2 separate regions of the Gossypium arboreum genome follow, and region 1 is linked to region 2. The links are chromatin contacts, called in public Hi-C maps. All regions are on one chromosome and are shown on one strand. The core of a region is the stretch at or near the end of the contact, and the rest is flanking DNA. Distances in the headings are between cores, read along the strand shown.

Region 1 (5,701 bases), core at 437-2,936, 66 kb after region 2:
GAACCATAATTTAACTAACTAATTAAAAATAAAACATTTACATCACAGGGTATTCCTAGTTTAAACTATTTCGAATCTCAGTACTTATAATACTTAAATTCTAAATTTTGTTATAAAGATTTAAACCCTAAAAATTTAAAATAAGCAAAAAAAGAAAAGAAAAAGAAAAGAAATTGAACAAAGAAATCGTGGGAGGCCACCAAAAGAAACAGAGAGAATTTCGAAAGTATTTTTAATTATAGACTCTCAAATTTCCAATAAAATTTATAGGTCAAATCATAGCTTTAATCCTCTATTATACTTTAATTTAATATTTAGTCCTTATATTTTAATTTTGACATATTCCGTACCTCTACTTTTTATATATCATTAGTTAATATAAACAGTTAACACTGTTAACTAAATTGGTTAAAATATATATTTTTTTGAAAGGTAAATTTATTAATTAATTCAATTAATGAAACCATACAATTCAGAGAAAAAAATAGCCAACACTCATTGTAGATGGTGAAGAACAAGCTCCATCAACACAACAAATGTTTTAGCTTCAGTATCAATAAAACATTATGACACATTGACAATTGGCATTGTCACAACTTAAGCACGATGTATCATTGTCACAACTCAAGCACGATGTATCTAGAGTGATTGCAATCATTTAATACGACAAAGAAATCAACCCCGGATGGTCCAAAGCGGCGAGTAAAAATCGATTAAAGAATCTAGCACTCACCAAACTAGAGAGGACGTCAACAAAATCATCCCTAAAATCACTTCTAAAACTAAGATTACATGCATAAGTAAGATTAAAAAATGTGCTATAAGAGCAAACAAAATTTTCTAAAACTGAAGATTTATTGAACAACGGAAAAGCAAATAAAAAACATATAAAACTTAAGACAACACGAGTCCAAATCGACACTTGAAATTATTTATTATTCTAAAATACTTTCAAATAGAAACTGATTAAGAAGTTGATGAAGAGCCACCCATTTTCTAAGAAAAATTACTGGTGGCCGGTGGAGTTTTAGCGAACGGTAAGCATCATCATCTGTCCATCACAACTTGTGAAGATAAAAAAGATACCCACTGCAAGCTGAAAAGAGAGAAGACGTGTGTGGTGAATGAGAAGAATAAAGAAATAAATGGTTGATGGGAGAGGAAAAATGAGGGAAATAGCCCGCCCAGAGGCTGGCACCGCTGCTGAGTAAAACAAATGGCTTGGAGAAAAAAAGAGAAAGTTTTTTAATTGATTGAAATATTAAATTGGAATATTTTTTCTTAAAAATATATTTCCAATAAAAAATCAATTTCAATATGACAAGTCTAAAAAGTATTTAAAAGAAAAACTCAAATATTTTAATTAAAATAATTATCAACATTAATTGTTTAGACTAACTAATTACATCGTAAAAATATAGGATCAAATTATCTAAAAAAAGTAGGGACTAAACATTAAATCTGAACATGATAGATGGACTAAAACCAAAATTTGACCTAAAAATTTATATCTTTAAATCATTGTTAGAAAGAGGGACGCACGCAAATCGTGGGCCAGTCAAAGGTTTAACAAAAAAAAATTTAATTAGATAATTTTTTTTTAAAAATAGAAAAAGCGCGTCCGACAATAACGGAAGTGGGGCCCACCACCACCGTTCTTCAAAATAAAAATTTTTAATTTTTGTGGGGGCCACAGTTGACAGTTAGTCATCCCCCTTAATCCTTCCCGCCATTACTTATCAACAACAGTAATTATTACGTATTTTAATTAATTAATTAATCAAAAATAGCAAATGTTAATTAAAAAAATTTTGAGGGGTAAAAAAAAAGGGGTAAAACAGAACACAGCTTGTAGGGGTGGCTGGTGGGGCCCTCAAGCTCCAACTAATGATAGAAATTAAAAATTAAAAATAAAAAAACAAAATTTTTAAAAAAATAAAGAAAAATCTCTGGAATTTTTTTTTAAGAAAAAACAAAAACAAAAACAAAAGAAAAAGAATTTTACAACAAAGCCTCCATTGATGAGAAAAAAAGAGCAATGATGGTCGAAGAGAAGGAATTACTGCTCTGAGATCATCCTGGAAAAAAGGGCAGTAATAGAAAAAAATCTGGGTTTTTTGTTTTTTTTAAATTGTTTTTTATTTATCTAATTTTAATTTCAAAATATATTTTTTTGCATATTTTTTTCTTTGCTGCCTTTTTTTTTTTTCTTTTGAGTTCAAATCTCCCATCAAAAACCTCTTTCTCCACCATTACCTTCCATTTCCCCCTCCCACCTATCAAATACATTTTTCATTTTTTCTGAGAGAATCCCATTATTATCATTGCAACAGCTGCTTCAAACCAGGGATAAAGATTTGATCTTTCTGCACCTTTTATGGTAATTCAACTCTTCATTTTTTTTTTTTTTAGTTTATATTCAATCATATCTCTACATTGCAATTCTGGGTTTTGAATGTGGTGAAATTGATGTTGCAGTGTTTTTCTTTCCTTTTTTTTCTTTTTGTGTATTGGATTAAGCTTTAATGAGAATTAAGAACATGGTGGATTGTTATGATACTACATTGTAATTCTACGATACGGGTGGTGATGTCGGTATTGCAGTTTTTATTTCATATTGTGGATTGTTACAATACTACATTGCATTTCTACAATATGGGTGGTGAAGTTTGGTACTGTATAGTTTATTATGAATTATGATTAAATTAAGCTAATGGCAACCACGAAGCGTTGCATGGTGATGGCTCATTTCGTCTCTTAATCTGAAAGTCGAGGGCTTGATTCTTGATAGAGGACGTTTCGTGTCAAGCTGTTTCCCCCTTAATGAGAGGATTAGTAATTGCTGCCGGAGGAGGATATTAAGCTATAATGGCAAACCAATGAATTATGAGAATAAGGGATTATTAGGTTACAAATTTCAAGTGATTTATGTATTTGGGGGTGAAGGGGTTCTTCACCCTTTAAATCTATAGCTTTAGAGAGAGTGTTTGTGTGTCATATATAATTTTGTAGACCCTTTTTTGCCTTTATTAGACTGCTTGCTCTCAAAGTCATTCTCATGTTTTTTGCTTTTGTTTCTTTTCTTTTTTTCAGCTTCTCTGGAGATTGTAAGGAGAAGTCAAGCTTTCAAAAGTTGATAATTAACATGTACATGTTAAGGGTGTTGTAAGATCAAATTTAAAACAGAAAAAATGAGGGATCCCGATATGATGATTGTCACCGAAGGCGGCGAATTTACATTTGTTTGTAATATATTTTTGTAATAGCATTAAAAAGAGAAAAAAAAAACAAGGATAAAAAAGATTGCTTTTGTTTCAAGTTTTCTTGTTCAACAAAAAGGAGCGTAGAGATTCTTTTTTTGTTGTTTTTTCCCGGTGTTGGTGTGTCATTTTGTTTATTGTAGAGTGAGTTTTCAGAAAGAGTTTGGTGTTTTGTATTAAGGGGAAAAAAACCTGGCGATTTCGTATAGCGTTGTGGCTGTTGGCAGATGTCTTTGCTACCTCGGCCATTGCAGCGTTTGGCTTATAAAGAAATGGGGGATAGATGGAAACAAATTGGATTCAATTTGTTGAGCTTTTTGTTCTTGATTCCAAGTTTCATGATTGAAGGGTCTTTGGCCATTAACTCTGATGGTAATTCCTTCTGGTATTTCTGTTTGATTCTTTTCTTTTCTTTTTTTTCATTTTCATTTATGAATCATATTCAATTCAATCATTTGTTTTCTTTTTCGTTTTCCTATTGTTTTACTTTGTTTTCCTTTGATTTTAATTGGATTTCGAGATGAAGGTTTGGCTTTGTTAGAATTTCGAGCCAGAATTGACTCTGATCCTTATGGTGCGTTTGCAAATTGGAATTCCAATGATAGCTCTCCATGCTTGTGGTGGGGAGTTCATTGTGTCGATGGTAAAGTGCAAATGCTGTAAGTCCCTCTTATATATACATACATACATATATATGTACTCTTTGTACTTGTTCTTCATTGGATAGTAAAATAGAGTTTAGCATGTCACTGGCCTAACAAATTGAGTAATGAGCTTAATCACAGATTTTTTAGTTTAGAACCTGTTTATGGTGTAAACTGTGAATGGATGAATCTCTTAATGCCATTTTTGTTGTTTGCTTTTTAGGGATTTGAGTGCCCTTTCTTTGGAAGGAACATTGGCACCAGAGCTGGGGAAATTAAGCAACTTAAGATCACTGTAAGGATTCATCATCTTTGCGGCTAAATAAGTGGGCTTTTCTATGTTTTTATCTGAAATTGTTTATCTACTTGAACTCGGGTCTCTTGTAATCTTGTTGTACTCGTGTCTGATACTCATATCTGACATATATTCAAACATATTTTTAGTGCTTACTTGGGGTTTTTCTTGCTGCTGATATTTAACAGTGTGCTCTATAAAAACCATTTCTCCGGTGCCATTCCAAAAGAGTTTGGAGAGCTTACGAAGCTGGAGCTACTGGATTTGAGGGAAAATGACTTGGGTGGAACAATTCCAGCAGAAATAGGAAAAATGTTGTCTCTAAAACGCTTGTAAGTCATGTTTTTTATGTTTTATTCCGTGTGTTATGCTTTGTCCTTGTTTTTAGCTTTAACTAAACTACCTTACACCTTAGGTTACTTTGTGACAACAAGTTGGAGGGCAGCATTCCTTCGGATCTTGGGAGACTAAACTTGCTCTCCAAACTGCAATATGATGAAAACCTTACATCGACGTCAGCTACCGGAATTGGCTGCATAAATAGGAAGTTTGGACTGTGGTAAGAGCCATATTCATTGTTGTTCAATCCTCTCCCCTTATCCCATAAATAAATGTATCCACCCACAATGCAGTATGTATGCTACAACACCATCATAGCTCTTATCCCATTGTGTTTTTGTTGATATTATGCATATGGCATGAACTTGACAATATATGTTTCTAAAAGCAGATTCATTTCCGAGGTTCATTGGCCTAAAATTTCGTTTAATGCTTAGTTTTATAAGGTCTAATATTATCTTCCTTTAATACCATTTGATATGCCTATATCTTTGGCCTTTGTTGGCAACTAAACTGTTAGTTCTAGTGCTTATGACGATTCCGGATTTGTGGAATCACTCATTTTCTGCCTCATTCTGCTGTTTGAGTTCATATTCGGCAAAAAGATAGAGAGATAACCTCTGTTTGATATTTCTATGAAGGAATTTAACTTAGTGACATTTTGCTGGGATATCAGACTCGATTCTGTTAAATGTTCTTCCTGTTTTGCAATGATTAACTAAACCTATTAAGAGTTATAGCCTTCTAGTTTCCTAATTACTTAATTGCCTAAGTTGACAGCCTATGGCAAAGCAGTTTGAAACAACTGAGCAGAATGGGTTCATTGCTCATGCCGATTAAAGGCACACTTATACGTTACCTCAATGCGTTGCCATTACCACAGTACGAACTTATCATATATCCTTTTTTTAATGTCTTATTCGTATTGTTGATTATGTTATTTCTTAAATTCTCCTTGTTTACGTGGTTTACCTTCTTACAAGGCAAAAGGACTCGCTGGCCGAGCATCAAGACGATTGCTGCAGTGATGTGCCTGGTGAGCAAAATACAATTTACTGAATCTCAGTCCATTGGAAAATCGAGTATGGTTTCCAGGAAAATGAATGACATTGTTTTGCTTAAAGCAGGTTCATCTGAACAACAGATAGCCAATAGCATGCAGG
Region 2 (6,241 bases), core at 935-3,434:
AAAATTAGTATTTCAGTTTAATCCCATTTAACCCTTCAATTAAATAGAAAAATTATATTTTTAGCTCTTAAAATACTATTTCAATCATTTTAATACAACATTTTTACCTTCGCTCTCGAAATATTTTAGTTTCATCTTCATCTTTCTAAAAGAAAATTTCTAGCTTCATCTTTGTATTGAGTTTTTAGAGCTTATCAAATTTGTGTATTTGCATATAGGGGTGAGCATTCAATCGAACTGAGTGAAAAGGTTTTAAGTTAATCAAGTGGACAAGTCTTATTTTATTATTCTAACTCAATTTGAAATTTTTTCGAATTGAGTCAAGTGAAATGAAATTCAAATTGAGTCGAATTGAGTAAAATTAAAAATAGAACATGTCAAATTAAAATCTTGTTAATATAACTAATTCTATGTTAGAGTACGTAAATTTGAAATCATATATATATTTGAAAAAATTTTCAAAACAAAATAAGAGTATGATAAACTTAAATCATTAATTAACTTATTTAGGTTCCAAAATTATTATCTTAGAATTTTTTATAAATTTAACTTTCTTTATATATTCTTTATATTTTTATAATTTTTTACAAAAATAAATTTTAGAATCTTTATAAATATTTTGAATTTTTGAAAAATATTTTGATTTATTTTGTAATTTTTGTTAAAAGACACCAACTTGTTTATTTTCAAAATTGATAGGGACCAAAGGGTATTTACACCAATATGTTATTTGAGCTATTGGAATTATGCTAATTATTCAAATTGTAGAATTAAACTTGATTCGAACTCAAATTTCAAAATACTTATTTGAGTTGACTCGAAAAAAAGAAATAACTTAATTCGATTAACTTGAAATTTGAATTTTTTTTCAAATTGAGTTTTGCTCATCCCTATTTGCATGTGTGGACGTTTGTGTCCAACATATGAGGTTAGATTTAGATCGAAAAAAATATCACGATTTTGTCAATAAAGATAAAAAAATCTCATAATTTTATCATATAAAAAATTATTAAATGAAAACTAAATGAAAACTTTCACCACCGCCATGAATGTACAAATTACATGTATAAAAAATAATAAAAGATTCATAAATTCAATGTTGCCGCCATTGTTGAAAGCTTTCACATGAATAGAGCAGCATATAGAAGGTGGTTCCATGTATCAGGCAAACCAGGAAGACACCAATGGCTACAATCATTGCCCGAAAGACCGCCATAAGTGGAAGGATGAGCATCTTTTCTCAGTTGCGATAGTGTTGTAATATCCAGCAAATACACCGGATTCTTCATCGTCCCCAAAACTTTGTTCACGACAGCCGCCGCCGGTGGAGCCCCCGCCGGGTATGTTGGACCGGAAAGTGGCTCCAGTTCTCCGTTACAGTTCTTGTTTGGTTGGTTCCATTCCCTGCCCCTGGTTTCATATAAGCACACAATCAAGATTTTTTAAGCTTAACCGAGTTTTCGATCCAAGATCAAAAAGGAGGGCCCGGTTGGTTTTGAATCGGGTCAACTAGAATTTTAAAATTTCCGAATATTATTTTTGGTATAATTATATGATTTTTCATCTGTTCTAAGTATAGTCCTGTTTGGACCGGATAGTATTTAGATAAAATCCTCTCAATAATATTAACTTCAAGATTTAAATTTGGTCCGAATGTCTGAGGAAAAAAATTCACTTCCACTTCTTCCAATTAATTAGATTTTTGAGTTGACCAATTCTTTTATTTGTCTTTCAAGTTTGACACTTAATTTTAGATCTAGGCTCACGTTACTTCAAATTCAAGTTATGTTAGGTTTGAGTAATTTTGAGATTGAATCTTTTTGTATTCAAGTCATTTTCGAGTTTGTATTGACTATGATCAAGTTGATGGCTTTTTATGATTAAATTAGGTTAGGTTGGATTGGATTTAAATTTAGGTTAATGAAATTAAATTTTGAGTTCAAGCAAAAATTAACGACGGTAGTTTACATATTATTTTGAGACTTGATTATGATTAATAAGGTCTAATCAAACTCTAATCAAGCATACCGAAATATTAAGATTGTTGGGGGGGTCGAACCCCCTAACACATCAAATATTATTCTTGATTGTGAGGGGTTGGGGGTAGAGAAGAGGTGTCTTCCAATTATATTGAGAGCCTAAACTAGTTCAAAGAGTGACTTTGTCAATAGACTAATATACTTAGTTAAAAGAAAGAACTATTTGAGTTGCATGTTAATATTGTTGAGGGTCAGACCCTAACATATCAAGTATTAGTTTTAGTGGGGAGTTTTGTTTCTTGACTTTGCTAATGGAATGAGTAGATTCATAGAGTGAAATACCAAAAAATTTGAGTATCTAAAAAAACAAAAAGTTCACACAACGAGAAAGCCTCAAAAAAAGGTCTAAAAAGACTAATATTTGACTCGTAGTAATTCAAAACCACTCAAATTTAAAACTTAATAATCACCTAATCGAATTCAAAATTTTCAAAACAAAATTCGATTAGTTTGGAACTTACTCGTAATGGGTGGGAGAAATGCCTTGGAAGAAGACTTTGGTGATGTTAGGATCCACATTGTTGTCTACCCAATTAGCCCAAGTTGTAAGCCCTTTGTTGAATGCCACCAAACGGTCCATATCTTCGTATACTTCAGACCCATCTCTAATATAATCCCATCTACATAAAAACAAAACTTTACAATCATAATTATAACAATCAGATTGATTTCATATAATGATGGAAAATTAGATGATAGGTATCGTACGCTTGAGATTGTCCTTTGTGGGTCCACCAATGCCACGTGTTGAAAATCAGGAGGTCCATCCCTTTCCATGCATTGCCTCCATTGATGGAGCCTAGATTAAGCACTGCACCAACGGTTTCTCTAACTATATCTACTAAGTATGGTGTTCTATACATATACAGAGTCACTCCATAATCCTGCATAAAGTTATTATTTGTTTGTTTCAATGTTTTAAAAACCGGATCAGAAGTTTCATCCAAAAAAATGATCAGAAATTAAATTGATGATAATTTCGATTTTTAATTCAATAGATTATATTAGTTGTTATATTAAAATCATAATTTAAAGTTAGTGATGCGAATTTTAAAAAAATTATTTGGTCGCACAGTTATAGCCGCAAAAAATCCGATTGAGCATACTTAATTAATATTAAATTTACATGTTAACTTATTATTGTTTAAAGTTATTTATAAAAAAATTATGTTATCACTTTTAACAATAATATATAGTTTTATTAATTTGAACCTACTAATGACATTATAGTAGAGAGTTGACCAACACTAATTAGAGTAGAGACTAAATTCTTTAAAATAAAAGTAGGGACTAAATTCTAAAAGTATAATGATAAATTTAATCCTAAATGTCTACATTTTTCATCGATTTGGCCCTTATTTGTTTTTTGGAGATAAATTTGACCATATTACTTGTTTTTCCTTAACAAAAATGTTGACTAAAATATTAAATTAATATTGATGTGGCAACTTGTGTGACAATCCATGAACACTTAATGCTATCATGACACTATTTGTCTTATATGTAATGTCAACAAACAATTTAAGAATTATAAAAAAATAGCATGAAATACACATGGATTACCATACAGGTTGCTATATTTAAAATTTTGACATTTTAGTTGGTATTACCGTTAAAAAAATTATTTCAACTTTTTTTTTAAAAAAAAATGTTGATGGATAAATTTGACTTTTTTATTTTTTTATTTTTTTAAGTTTGAGGGCTGAATTCAACTAAAAAAGAATTAGAGTCAAATTGATAAAAGATACAAACATTTAAGAGCTAAATTCGAAATTATGCCGATTTGAAATTAAAGCATATTTTAAGCAATACTAAAATAATTAAAAACAGACACAGATTCAATGTGCGAAAAACACACTAAACGAAAGACAAAGGGTCTCTCCTCACATATGTGGTCTTGGAATTAGGCACCGATGCTTGAACCATACATGCCAGTGATTCCCACATGTTCAAACTCAGTGAGTCACCCACAAACATTATTTTCTTTCCCTTCAATTTTCCCAGAAAATTCACCCCATCAAATCTAACAATAAAAGGAAAAAAAAAAAACCAATCTTCCTCATTAAAACTGTCAACAAATATAAAAATAAACATGAAAAGAAAAAACCAAAGGAACTCCTCTGAGGTTAAGTGATAAGGAGCTTCGTAGAGTTTTATCAACCCGATAGGGTTAAACCGAATATCGAAAAGTGAGATAAAAGAAAGTATACCTTGGCAAGTTGCAAGAGTCAGGTTTCCATGAATATTGAAGGAACTGTTTCTTGTCTACCATATTTAAGACAATCAAATTCAGAATCTATGAAGGGACATTGTGAAGAATTATAGAAAGGATATGAAGAAAGATCCAAAACCCATTTTCCTTGAAACAGATTACATCCATTCTTGGCTTGTTTTCTACCTTTGATATTATAACTCACATTGTAATAATGTCGGCTTCCACTTGTTTCTTGCATTAACATAACCCAAACTAAAGGGAATAAACTCAACAGGGTTTTGAAACTGAAACCCATGTCGGATTTTTTTTTTTTTTTTTGTGATGAATCTCTCAAGAAAGGAAAAACAAATCCTAGCTTTGATACGAAGAATAAAATGCTATAAAACCCAAAGCTTTTAACCCTAAACCCTATATATATATTAAAATACATCATAAGTTACGTAATTTTGAGAATTTAAAATATAACAATTTTATTATTATACAAACATATAGTTTTATAAAAAAATTAAAAGCTAAACGAGAAATCTGCCATTTGGGGAGGCCACTGCGTGCCTCCCTTTTCATTCGCTCTTGGTTATAATTAGTTTAAATTTAATTAAAATTATTAACAATGTTAATAATTATATCTAAATTATAAAATATAAAAGTAAATTTTCTAAGAGTATATTGACTTATACCATATTTTAACAAATATATATTGAATGCGGTAGACAATGCGAGATGAAAGGTAGGGTAGGACTGCCTGGTGGCTTCACGTGCTGGAATAAGCTAAAGGAAATTGAATTTAAAAAAAAAAAAATTCTCCAGGATTTTTTTTTTTTGAAAAAAACTAAGGATTAAATTACCCAAACCCCCTTTTTTTTTTTTTAATTACTGGAATAGGTCGATTTTTGGAATTTTTTTAGGAATTGGTTGATTTAGGGCACTTTTAGTTGGAAGCATTTTCGGGAGAAATCTAGAAAAATGCTTCCAGTTGAAAGCGCTTTTTGCATGTCACCAGTAAAACGCTTCCAGCTGGAAGTATTTTTTTTCGTGTTATATTTGGGGTTTTAGAGTTGTTAGGGCTCTTAGTTTTTAGGGTTTAGGATTTTAAATTTTAAATTGATTAAATTTTTAACATAATAATTGTAATTATCGAATTCGATAATTAAAATATTCATATTTATTCAAATCGTATATTCGAATTTCATTTTGTAAATCGATTAAAAATCGAAACTCGGAGTACTTGGTTTGGATGCAAAACTAGTTTAAAAATTATTTGCATTTTTTTAATCTTAGTTTGATCCGGTATTTCAATAAAATACTCGTCCATTGTAATATGTAAATGCGTGGTTTTGTGAAATGATAACAAATATCAACTTTCATTTTGTGAAATGCTAACAACTTCAATTTTGTAAAATGATAGCAAATATCAACTTTAATTTTGTTAAATGATGACAATATCCCTCTGAAAACATAATAATAAAAATCATCGATATATTATAAACATTCGATACAACGATAAAGTTAATCAGTTTAGATACCAGTAAGAATTTGTGCCACATCGGGGTGGTCGACGGTTGCGCGCTGGATTCTTTCTTGGTTTAGCCTCTGGGCAGGATTGTGGTCGTTGGGGTTGTGGTCTCGGTAGCTCCTCTTCTTCACCTTCGGTTAATTGTGATCCTTGCATTCTCGGTTGCTATTGTGCATCATCCGGTCTAAGAATAGATGGTTGGGAAGGTAACCCAACCTAGTAGAACAAAGATCCCAAGGTGTTTGCCTCACAAATGACGAATGAGCATAACTATGTTGAGTCCCATACACCGATGGGATAACGAGTGGACTCTCTGTCAGTGCTTGAAACATAGATAGCCTATACGTAGTTTTTTGCATCATCGTCTTCGAAGGTGCCGATGGCATAAGCGTGTAATACATTGGGGACGGATATAGTACACTCCAACTTGACAAAGGACTAGAAGAAAAAAAATGTAGTGCAATATATGGTGCT

What was found. A called contact is a pair of places that touch in the nucleus more often than the background predicts.
Region 1: a contact with region 2 is called in a Hi-C map of leaf, with 3 times the contacts expected there. The contact joins the promoter of LOC108458221 here to the enhancer-like site in region 2. A contact is called at or near these places in 3 of 5 Hi-C or Micro-C datasets (all in leaf).

Annotation. Positions count from the first base shown.
Region 1 is chr9:64,616,027-64,621,727 of ASM2569848v2, forward strand. It overlaps LOC108458221 (protein MALE DISCOVERER 2-like), which reads left to right and starts at 1,687. Exons shown (of 14, transcript XM_053019331.1): 1 at 1,687-2,380; 2 at 3,094-3,645; 3 at 3,787-3,919; 4 at 4,128-4,199; 5 at 4,388-4,531; 6 at 4,615-4,758; 7 at 5,319-5,420; 8 at 5,522-5,574; 9 at 5,666-5,701. The coding sequence starts at 3,630.
Region 2 is chr9:64,549,092-64,555,332 of ASM2569848v2, forward strand. It overlaps the pseudogene LOC108459763. Among protein-coding and RNA genes, the nearest start is that of LOC108457834, 7.1 kb to the left of the region's middle. Within about 2 kb of position 2,185, at least 2 of the 2 cell types and tissues checked have an H3K27ac peak or open chromatin away from gene starts, as enhancers often do. A contact at or near this core is called in leaf, where this site is marked.